Regions from separate parts of the Arabidopsis thaliana genome. Here region 2 is linked to region 1. The links are chromatin contacts, called in public capture Hi-C maps. All regions are on one chromosome and are shown on one strand. The core of a region is the stretch at or near the end of the contact, and the rest is flanking DNA. Distances in the headings are between cores, read along the strand shown. Region 1 holds the start of AT3G30390 (Transmembrane amino acid transporter family protein). Region 2 holds the start of AT3G30460 (RING/U-box superfamily protein).

Evidence for each region. Capture Hi-C pulls out chosen DNA fragments and counts their contacts.
Region 2: a contact with region 1 is called in a capture Hi-C map of seedling, with 4 times the contacts expected there.

The regions. Positions count from the first base shown.
Region 1 is chr3:11,977,625-11,983,005 of TAIR10.1, reverse strand. AT3G30390 (Transmembrane amino acid transporter family protein) reads left to right here and starts at 3,360. Exons shown (of 6, transcript NM_113938.3): 1 at 3,360-3,648; 2 at 4,164-4,602; 3 at 4,686-4,838; 4 at 4,916-5,119; 5 at 5,211-5,381. The coding sequence starts at 4,179.
Region 2 is chr3:12,101,726-12,107,106 of TAIR10.1, reverse strand. It overlaps AT3G30460 (RING/U-box superfamily protein), which reads right to left and starts at 2,767. Exons shown (of 1, transcript NM_001339052.1): 1 at 1,996-2,767. The coding sequence starts at 2,674. The coding sequence ends at 2,231. It also overlaps the pseudogene AT3G30465.

The DNA.
Region 1 (5,381 bases), core at 2,111-4,610:
TAGAATCTGAAACTATGGAGGAAAATCGATTAGTTTGCCTGCGAGATTCAATGATGTACAAAGAGTTTGCAAGTAAAGTTAAAGAGAAGCTTGGAGTACGAGCCGAAGACGTTGTTTTAGAGATGTCCAATAAAAATCCCTCATAGATGGATCCAATCTACTATTTGTGAAGATCACAAGTCGTGTTTGGCAGAAAAATCCCTCATAAATATATTTTAAATTGTATTTATTTTATGTATTACATATATATTTGATGGGAAAATGTTAAATTGCGTTTTTGGCGAAAAAATATTGAATATCATTTTTGGCGGGAAAATGTTAAATTGCATTTTTGACCGGAAAATGTGAAATCCTTTTTGGCGAGAAAATGTTGAATGTCGTTTTTGGCGGAAAAATGTGAAATCATTTGTTGACGGAAAATTTTGAATCGCGTTATTTGACGGGAAGATGTTAAATTGCGTTTTGGCGGGAAAATGTTGAATGTCGTTTTTGGCGGGAAAATGTTGAATTGCGTTTTGGCGGAAAAATGTTGATTGTCGTTTTTGGCGGAAAATGTTGAATGTCTTTTTTGGCGGGAAAATGTTGAATGTCTTTTTTGCGGTAAACTGTTAAATCGCGGTTTTGGCGAAAAAATGTGAATTTGTTTTTTACGAGAAATGTTGATTCACTTGAAAAAGGACTTAATAAAACCCATGGGTACCCATAACCCAATGAGATAAACCCATATGAGTTTTATTTATTTGGACACCCAGCCCATTTTAAACATGTATTTTTTTTTCAGAAAAAGTAGATCTATGGGCTTAAAATTTTATATGGGTTTTGGGTACCCAGTGGATTTTAACCCATCATTAACATCTCTAATCACGACGTATAAATTTTCATCGAAGAGGTGAACTTCTGCGTCAATGTGATTAAGAAAATAACAGCACGTGAGATTCAACCGCAGAGGAGAGAGAAGCATTGGTTGCACTTTGTTTCAACAAACAATGTTACTATGTTAGAGTCTCTTTTGAGGATAACACAAAACTGAATGACATGATTTTGCATTTGATGAGGAACTTGCGATAGACGCAACAATCCCAAAACAAGTAATCAATATAGAAAAAGAAACAATCAGAGTGTGCTATGTTCCATGGCATAACTATTCAACAAAAAGAACCTATGATTCGCCTTACTTGAATTGCCTATAAATCAGGTGATAAAAGAAAAGGTTTGCTTGAGAAGACTGCTTCAAAAGCTAAAGACGAAGATGGCGATGAACATGATTTTCAAATTATTTCAATTTTAAAACCAGAAATCCCATATAGAGTTAAGTGTAGTGATGCGTCATGGTTTTTACTTCAAAAATTTTACCTAAAAACCACACCTTAACTGCAAGTGCACAGTAATCAGTAATAGTATTTTAGGATTGATCCCACATAGAGTGTAGCTACAGAGTATTGAATTCAGAGAAGAAGATCTATCTAACACAAAACTAAACTTGGAGGTTTTGGTTTTGTGTTTCCTATAACTAATGCAATGAAAGAAAATGAAAACTATGAATGAAACCAAAGTAAAGGTATGAAAGCAGAATGGATATCAGTTGTAAAGTATGAGACTAAGGCGTTGGGTGTTTTAGGGTTTCTCCGGGTATCATGGTTCTCGACTAACTAAGGTTTAGATCTATTTAAGTTTCTATATTTTCGTTCTAGTTCATAACTACGAAAGGCAAATAAACAAATTAGCCTAGGATATAGGTCTCACCGACAAATCTCCCTATAATCTGTTACTCAACTTTCGTAGGCAACAATGCATAGTTCAGTGCATTAAAATTGGATTTGCTAGGTACTCTATGACCGCTCAACAGATTGGATCTTGCTTTTGGCGGAATTTTAAATGATAAAAAGTTATCTTTTCACTTTTACAATTGGGGAAGATGTTGTTTAATACGCAAACTTTTAAAAGGTGGTCATTTAATACGTTAACTTCAAATATGCCCATTTAATACATGTAAAAATTGTTGACCGGCCATTTAATACATGTAAAAATTGTTGACCGGCCATTTAATACATATAAAAATCATTGACCAGACCAAAATCTACACGACGTTATCTAACATTAACAAATTCTGATAACAGTCGTTAACTAATCTCCGTTAGTACCCAATACTGACGTCGTTTTACCATAATCGAAACGGGAAAAACGTCATTTAATACACTAACTTTTAAAACATGGCAGTTTTATACACTAACTTCACATGTGACAATTTTATACATGAACTAAATGTTGACAAGCCGTTTAAGACATGAGAATGTGTTGACCATGCCAAAAAGATATACCACTATCTAAGCCTAAACATTAAGATTTGGGTCAGATTCGGTTTGGATTTATTCTAATTCAGTTAATTCAGATAGGAGAGTTTATTATATGTTAGGATTTTATAACTATTCACTTCAGATAGATGTTAGATTCATATCAGTTTTGGATCCAAATCTAACACCTATCAAAACTGAATAGTTATAAAATCCAAATGGATAATACACTCTCCTACATGAATTATCTGAATCCGATTAAATCCGAACAAAATCCAAACCGAAATCTGAATATCTAGGCCTAGACAGTGATATGTCTTTTTAGTCTGGTCACATATTCTTATATTTAAAATGGCTGATCAACGTTTAGTTCATGTATAAAATGATCACATGTGAATTTGATGTATAAAATATCTACAATTTAAAAGTTGAACAATCAAACGACATTTTTTCCCATTTCGATTGTGGTGAAACAACATTGTATTGAAAACTAACAAAAACTAGTTAACGGTTGTTATCATGTCTGTTAACACCAAATAACATCGTATAAATTTTAACTTGGTCAACGATTTTTACGTAATATAAATGAGTGGTCAATGAATTATACTTATATTAAATTACAATATACGAAATTCACGTACTAAATAACCAGTTTTTATAAGTTCGCGTATCAAACTATATTTTTTCCTTTTACAATTTACGTTTTTTAAGAAACCAGAATTAGAAAACTGTTAATCATGCAACATAAGTAAATTTACCAATACTACATAACATACAAAATAAAATAAAATATCATATGTTTAGTTAAACCAATTACATAATGTTTTTACCTTTATATATAGTATCTTTTTGAGACCATAATTCTCTTCTATTTTATAAACTTTCAAGCATATTATATACAATTCAGAAAATCCTAAACACTGCGTCGATTTTCTCCAAAATCCAATCAGCACCACCTAAGATCAAATAAATAGTCAACATAATACAGTAAATTTGACAATTTAATTTAATCTAATCTCATTTAATTCACCTTTCCTGGATACACACGTACCTCATTATCCAATAAACAAACAAAATCCATTTTTAAAAGATTATAGTGTCGTACACAATCACAATTTCCATCGTCAGCAAAACCAAAATCGTGAGGCCTATAATTTCCCTTCATCTCCAAAATCATTTCTCCTCAAATTTCTTCTTTAGAAGATTAAAAATCTTCTCTCTAATCTCTCCACTCTTTCATAAATATTTTCCTAATTCTTCTACCTTGGTGTCTGATTCTAGCACCAAACCATTTTCTCCTACCAAAATCTGGGTTTCGATCAATTTTAGGTCTTTTGATTCCTACTTGTCTAATCGTGTAAGTTCTGAATCAAAACAGTCAAATTTCATTTCTTCAATCAGAATCCATTTTCTGGGTCAAACCAATTTCGATCAAAATCAATTGGTTTTGAATCAATTTTAGATCTTTTGATTCCTACTTGTCTTAATCACTTGAATCCAAGTTTTGTCTCTTTTTAAGGTTGTAATAAAATTGGTTTTTGTAATAAAATCAATTGGGTTTGGATCAATTTTAGAGCTTTTTGATTCCTACTTGTGTATAATCTTGTAATTTTTGAATCAAAGTTCAAAGTCTTTTTTTCAAACAGTAAAATTTCGTTTTTTAATCAATTTCATCAGAATCCAATTTCTGGGTCAACTTTCGATCAAAATCAACTGGGCTTGAATCAATTTTAGGTTTTTCGATTCCTACTTGTCTAATCAGTTGAATCAAAGTTCGTCTCTTTTAAGGTTCGTTGCTTCAATAATACGTATAAAGATTTATTTTTGTACGATGTCTTATGTTATTTTTGTTCTCTAAATGAATTTTGACAGCTTGCAATTTCAAAGATGACAGTTGTTGGAGATGTTGCTCCAATTCCAAGGAGGAACAGTTCTACTTGCTCTAATGATATCGCTGCTCCGTTATTACCAGAGTGTCATGGAGATGAAGTTGCTCATGATGAATTCAATGGAGCTTCTTTTAGTGGCGCGGTTTTTAACCTCGCCACGACTATAATTGGTGCTGGTATCATGGCTTTGCCTGCTACAATGAAGATTCTTGGACTTGGACTTGGAATCACGATGATTGTTGTTATGGCTTTCTTGACTGATGCGTCGATTGAGTTCTTGCTTAGGTTTAGTAAAGCTGGGAAGAATCGATCTTACGGTGGTTTAATGGGTGGTTCTTTTGGTAATCCTGGAAGGATTTTGCTTCAAGTCGCGGTTTTAGTTAATAACATCGGTGTTTTGATTGTATACATGATCATTATAGGTATTGTTATGTTATCCTCGTCTTTCGAGTTTTTCGATATTATGTTGCCACTGTGTTGTTGAATCTTGTGTTTGTGTTTGAAGGTGATGTGTTGGCTGGAAAGACGGAAGATGGTATCCATCATTTCGGTGTTCTCGAAGGATGGTTTGGTCACCATTGGTGGAATGGAAGAGCTGCTATTCTTCTGATTACTACTCTTGGTGTGTTTGCTCCATTGGCTTGCTTCAAGCGAATCGGTTAGTGTCTGATTCGTTCCTTGTCGTAGATATTTCTATGTTTGGTACTGAATATATGATTATGCTGTTCTTTGCAGATTCTTTGAAATTTACATCGGCCTTATCCGTGGCTCTGGCGGTTGTGTTTCTCATTATTACTGCGGGAATTTCAATTATGAAGTTGATCAGTGGCGGTGTGGCGATGCCAAGATTGTTACCAGATGTTACTGACTTAACATCTTTCTGGAATCTCTTCACAGTCGTACCTGTTCTTGTCACAGCATTCATTTGCCATTACAATGGTATGTATGTGCTTAGTTCTTAATTTGGAAGCATAGCTTTAAAAAATGGAAAATAATCTCATGGTTCTTGGTTTTGTTTGACTTGTTGCAGTTCACAGTATACAGAACGAGCTCGAAGACCCCTCTCAGATAAGACCTGTTGTTCGATCAGCACTTATGCTCTGCTCATCTGTTTACATAATGACAAGTATTTTCGGGTTCCTCTTGTTTGGTGATGATACTCTTGATGATGTCCTTGCAAACTTTGACACTGATCTTGGAA
Region 2 (5,381 bases), core at 1,518-4,017, 120 kb before region 1:
TTTTGGCACTCTCAAATGGTATCCTAGAGTTAGTATGCAAGCCAAAAAGTCCAATGGATAGAAGAGTCAATAAGCCAAACCATCTACGCTTTTCATGAGGCCAAGCTCTGCACATTACTAAGCCCTGCCTAAGTTCATCTAGATTAGGACCTTCACCGGTTGGCACACGCAATTCCCTGAAGAACACTTTGTAGTCAGCTTCAGGCCCAAACTTTTCTGTAGGCAGTTGATCTATATTTAAACCCATGATATGATGAAATTCGTTCAATCCAAACCGGATGGGTTTACCAGCCAGGATACACCAAAGCTCCTTCTTCAGTATTCTCAGCTGTCTGCATAGTAGATAATGTACGGTCTTACCAGACCATAGAAAATGACTATCAACAAGCTTAGCAATTAATCCAGGCTCTGTCTCTTTCAGTTCTGCCCATATATCTTTTCCTATTGATTCTCTAATTGCAGGGAACTCTCCCAGCTTTATGTTGTGATTAATGCCTTTACCCTCCAGATTAGAATCCTCCTCTTGGTAAAGTCTTGGAGGGTACTCCCTTGCTTGGTCTTCAGACATTTATATAACCATAAATCAGCCGTAAGCATTCCATAACTCAGCCATAACATAAAACAAACTCATCCACAGATACCATAACTCAGGCAAAACATAAATCTAACTCAGGCATAGATAACATAACTGTGTCATAACATAAACCAATCTCAGCCACACATAACATAACTCAGCCATAAGATAAATCTAACTCAGCCATATCTTAACAGAAACTCAGTCAAACCATAACATAACAACAACTCAGTTAAAACATAAACCAGACTCAGCTATATCAAAACAGAAACTCAGCCATAACATAAACAAACTCAGCCGTCATATAAAAGAAACTCAGTCATCGATGTAAGGTTAAACCATAACTCAGTCACAACATAAAACAAACTCAGACACGGATGAATTGATAAATCATAAATCAGTCGGAAAACAAACAGTAACTCAGCCGTCAAATCAAATAGATCTAAGAAATCAGCCACCATATGTCAATCAACGACGACGTTAAAACCCAGCTTTAAAAACCATCGTTACGCATCGGAAAACGATTTTAGTGACGGGAATCACTTGCGATTGAACTTAGATGTCTGAGTCTTACTTAATAGAAACATACTCACCGGAACTTAGATGTCGGATGTGCCTTCGCACTTACGGAAATGCGACTCCGGCGTCTGAATTTCGGCCGGAACAGACGAGAAAATAGCAAAACGGCGAAAGAGAACGATTTCGTTCCGTCGAGAGAGAAAGAGGAAGAAAGCGACAGTTTTTTTTTTTTTGGGAGATGATGAACAGTAACGCCAAGAAAAAGAAACCCGAACGTTATGCGGTTTGGAGATGATTAATGACGTGGATTATGGTAATGACATGTATAATCACTGTTTTTTCATTTAATTTTTAGTTAAAAACGAATTAAATAATAATAATTAATTAAAACTAATTAGGGGTATTAATTATAATTACACAATTACTGAAAACATCTAAATAATAAAAAAAAGATGTGTTCTATTCTAGGAATAAACATACAAATGTTTTCAATCTTAGGAATTATTTCTTTTATAAATTGCCCAAAACTTCTTTATAGAAACTAAATCCAACGGGAAAAAGATCGGAAATTTCCTTCTTCTATTTATTAACGTTGTTGTACTAAAGGTTGAATTGATAACAAACTCAAGATGAGAAATAACAAGAACAAGTTGAGAAGGATTCAAATTTGTTAAATAAAATTGGGCATTGGGCTTGATGACCTTTCCTCTGAAATCGATAATGGGCATTATCCGAGCCGGACGGACATCAAGTACAAAGCCCAACACCATTAATCTCTTTCAGCTGTACAGAAAAACTCCAGCCCTATCCAAGTTATTGTGATTGGTTGAGTTGGGAATTAGTTGCGAGTTGCGACTCTTTGTTGAACAAAGAAACATAAGACATAAGGAAAAGCAATAATAGTCTGACTTAATTAAGACAATATAAGAATTGAGTAATCTAATAGTGGTGACATATAGATTGAAGAAACCTATGCAAAAGATAGACTATAATTGACAAGGAACCTATACACATATTCAAGAAAACAAAACCTAGATACAGTAGTTACTAATTAACAATAATATTTACCAAAAATAAAACTCTTAGGCTCCGGATACAGTTTGGTCGGAACAATAAGAAAATACTACATGCACAATCTCAACCGTGGTTGGGTAATTCCACGTTATGACGACAAAGCGGACAAGTGTTCCGATTACTCAACCAATTCGAGATACACTCTTTATGGTAATAATGCCGACAAGGAAGCTCTGAGAGCCTCTCATTAGCAGCAAGCTCCTCTCTACATATAGCACAAACCACTAAACCTCTCTCCATCATTTCCTCAGCCGTAAACTCCACCACCGGAAGTTCCTCCCCTGCGTTAAGCCACCGCGTACAAGAGGATGAATTACCGAGAACTAGACCAAAGATTTCATCGTAAGATCCAAACGTGTTGACTCCATGATTGCTCCGTGAATCCAAGTAGTGGAGGTAACGGAGGTATTCGTCGTCAATTAATGTAGTGTCTGCTTCGAAATCTTCTTCGGTCGGAGTTTGGTCTGGTTCGGTGAGGTTTAGAGGAAGATGAAACTCCTCAGCCATTGATTTTTTTTTCCTTTTTCTTTTTGGGTGTAGATGATGATTGTACGAGAATGTGAAGATTGGGTTTTCGAGTATAAGAGAATATTTCGGCTCATATGATCCTTGCATGAGGACAAGATTTGAACACATGTCTTACGAGTGTGTCTCTTTTGTGGCCACGTCATAGAACTATTATAGCACCGACATATCAATAAAACAAAAAAAAATTCACAATTTTAAAAACCGGAATTAAAAAAATCAAAATTTTAGACAACGGTAATAAGAACGGTACATAATTAGAAAATTATATTTTAGAAAAAAAGTAAAAGAGAATGATAAAAGATAAAAATCTCTCTTGTAAAAATATTGGAATATTGTTAGAATATTATATATTTTTTACAATTACTTATATGTTTTGTGTTATTGTGTAATTATAATTAATACTTTTAGTTAGATTTTTTTTAATTAAGATTTTTTTATTATTTTTTTAATTAAAAATAATTAAGGAAATTATATTAATCTATGTCATTAAAAAAAAAAGCCACGTCATTAACGTTATTAAGAAGAACTTTTTGGTTTTCCTCTCTATTATTGTTTTGCAACAAATTTACATGCCACGGCTGAGTTATAATGGTTCACGGAAAACGAAAGATCGAGTAAATCTACTTATTACGACTTAGCTGTTACGATTAGACATATTGTTCATAGCCTTGTTCAAGAACATCTAGCTCAACTTTAACTGATGGCTCAACTCATTCAATCTATAGTCATCGAGTACCAACTTCACAAGCTTGTTGTGCGTTGTTTTCGCATCTATTTGCATAACTCTACACTCTTTATTGTTAGTGTTAAATACAAATTCTTTACTTCATTACCAACAATTACCGTAATCGAATCAATCATATTAGGAGAAAGATGAAAGAAAATGAAGAAGAATGAGGAAGACGATGACGAATTAGAAGTTCCGGTAATGTGAAAAACTCAAGTTAAGAAGACGAATTAAAAAAGGCGTTTCGTATTTTCTTTGATGATGATGACATAAAATGTTGCATCCGACGTTATTTTTTAATTGATGAAGTGGCAAGTAAGCCACCAAACGAACTTGCATAAATAAATCAGCCATCAAACAAAGCTATAAGTCAGTCGCAACATGTCGTTTAATGTCAAAGCTACAGTAATTAAAAAAACAAAAACACGGCAAGTTAATTTAGCCGTTTAATGTCGTAACTCAACAGAAATTTTTTAACTCAGTCGTTTCGTTTTATATGTCGGCCGTAATTGCATGATATTATAATAATTAATCTTTCACTATTAAGTCAGTCGTAACTAGGCTGAGTTATCCGTTAATTCAGCTCATAACGGCTGATTTATGACACTCGAACATAAATTAGCCGTAACGATATCCCACATCTAAATCGTCTTTGATAACTCAGCCAGCCATAAAAAGTTGACTCAGCTGTGTCGAGGGAATAACTTAGCCAAAATTTTGACCAATCAACCATAGGGTAAAAACTCTGCCGTAACTTAGGTTGGGTTATGCTCAAATTCTCATAACTCAGCAAATCTCATTAAGTCAGTCATAACGTAAGCTGAATTATTTCATAACTCAGAAAAATTTCATTAAGTCAGCCATGACTCGAGAGAGAGTTGTACTATAAGTCAGCCGTTTTCTCATAACTCAACCATTTTTTCTTAAATCAGTCGCACCATACCGTAGCTCAGCCATCACTGCCGTTGTAGCGCTTTACGGCTAAGTTCATTGATGTAGGTCAAATTTCCTTAAGATCACTCATTAAATAAGAGATTGTAGTACTTACGGGTCGAATTCCAAAAAGTTCTCGGATCACGCAATAGACTATTGTTTATTAAATTAAACTAAACTAATAGATTACAAAATAAGAAACATAGAAAAGCAATAAATATCAAGATGTAAGTCAGATGGGAAAAAAGTCAGGTTTAGGGTATTCTCAGGAAATAGAGATTAGTAGATCTACTGATAGCTAGGTTGTTATCGAACCATTCTTAAACTCAAACTATAGTATCAGAATAACCGGTGGTGTTCCGTGAAATTAACTATGCTTGGAGCTAAGATTCCCGGTGGCGTGCAGTGAAACCCTATTCCTAAACATGCATGCTAAACGAGTTCGATAAGTTCACCTTAGTAGATAGACCGATTCTTATTACACACCTATTAACCAGGCTCATCAAATAATAGTTTTGATAATAGATACCTATGGCGGGTGTAATACCCCTCACTAAGACTACAAATTGACCGAGGGATGGCTATCGAAGAACCATCAGCCAATATAGAAGAGAATGATTGTTGGCGATGAGCCGAAGTATTCTAGGATACTTTCAAGAGTTTTGATCGAGGGGGTTAACTATTATTAGGCGAACCATGATAGTCCATCCGTCTGTTGTGCGTTGCGTGAAACTCCGTAACGTTATGGCTTACGAAGGTTTGGAGCAGGTCATGCCCGGGCAAGCGCTACATGACGATATAGTATTGAGGGATGTAATCTCTTTTAGACTGTCGTGGTTGTTCAATTTATTGCTTGTGAATCTTGTGTTATTGATTCTTTGAGATTGGGGGTTGGGTTGGGTTATACTATTAGAATCCCGGATTTACTGACTAATGCTAGATTACTCAAGATTCTAAATTTGTTTAAGAGGTAACCTTTGGGAGCGAAGGATGTTAGGCCAACCGGTGTAGTTTGCATTATCTTTG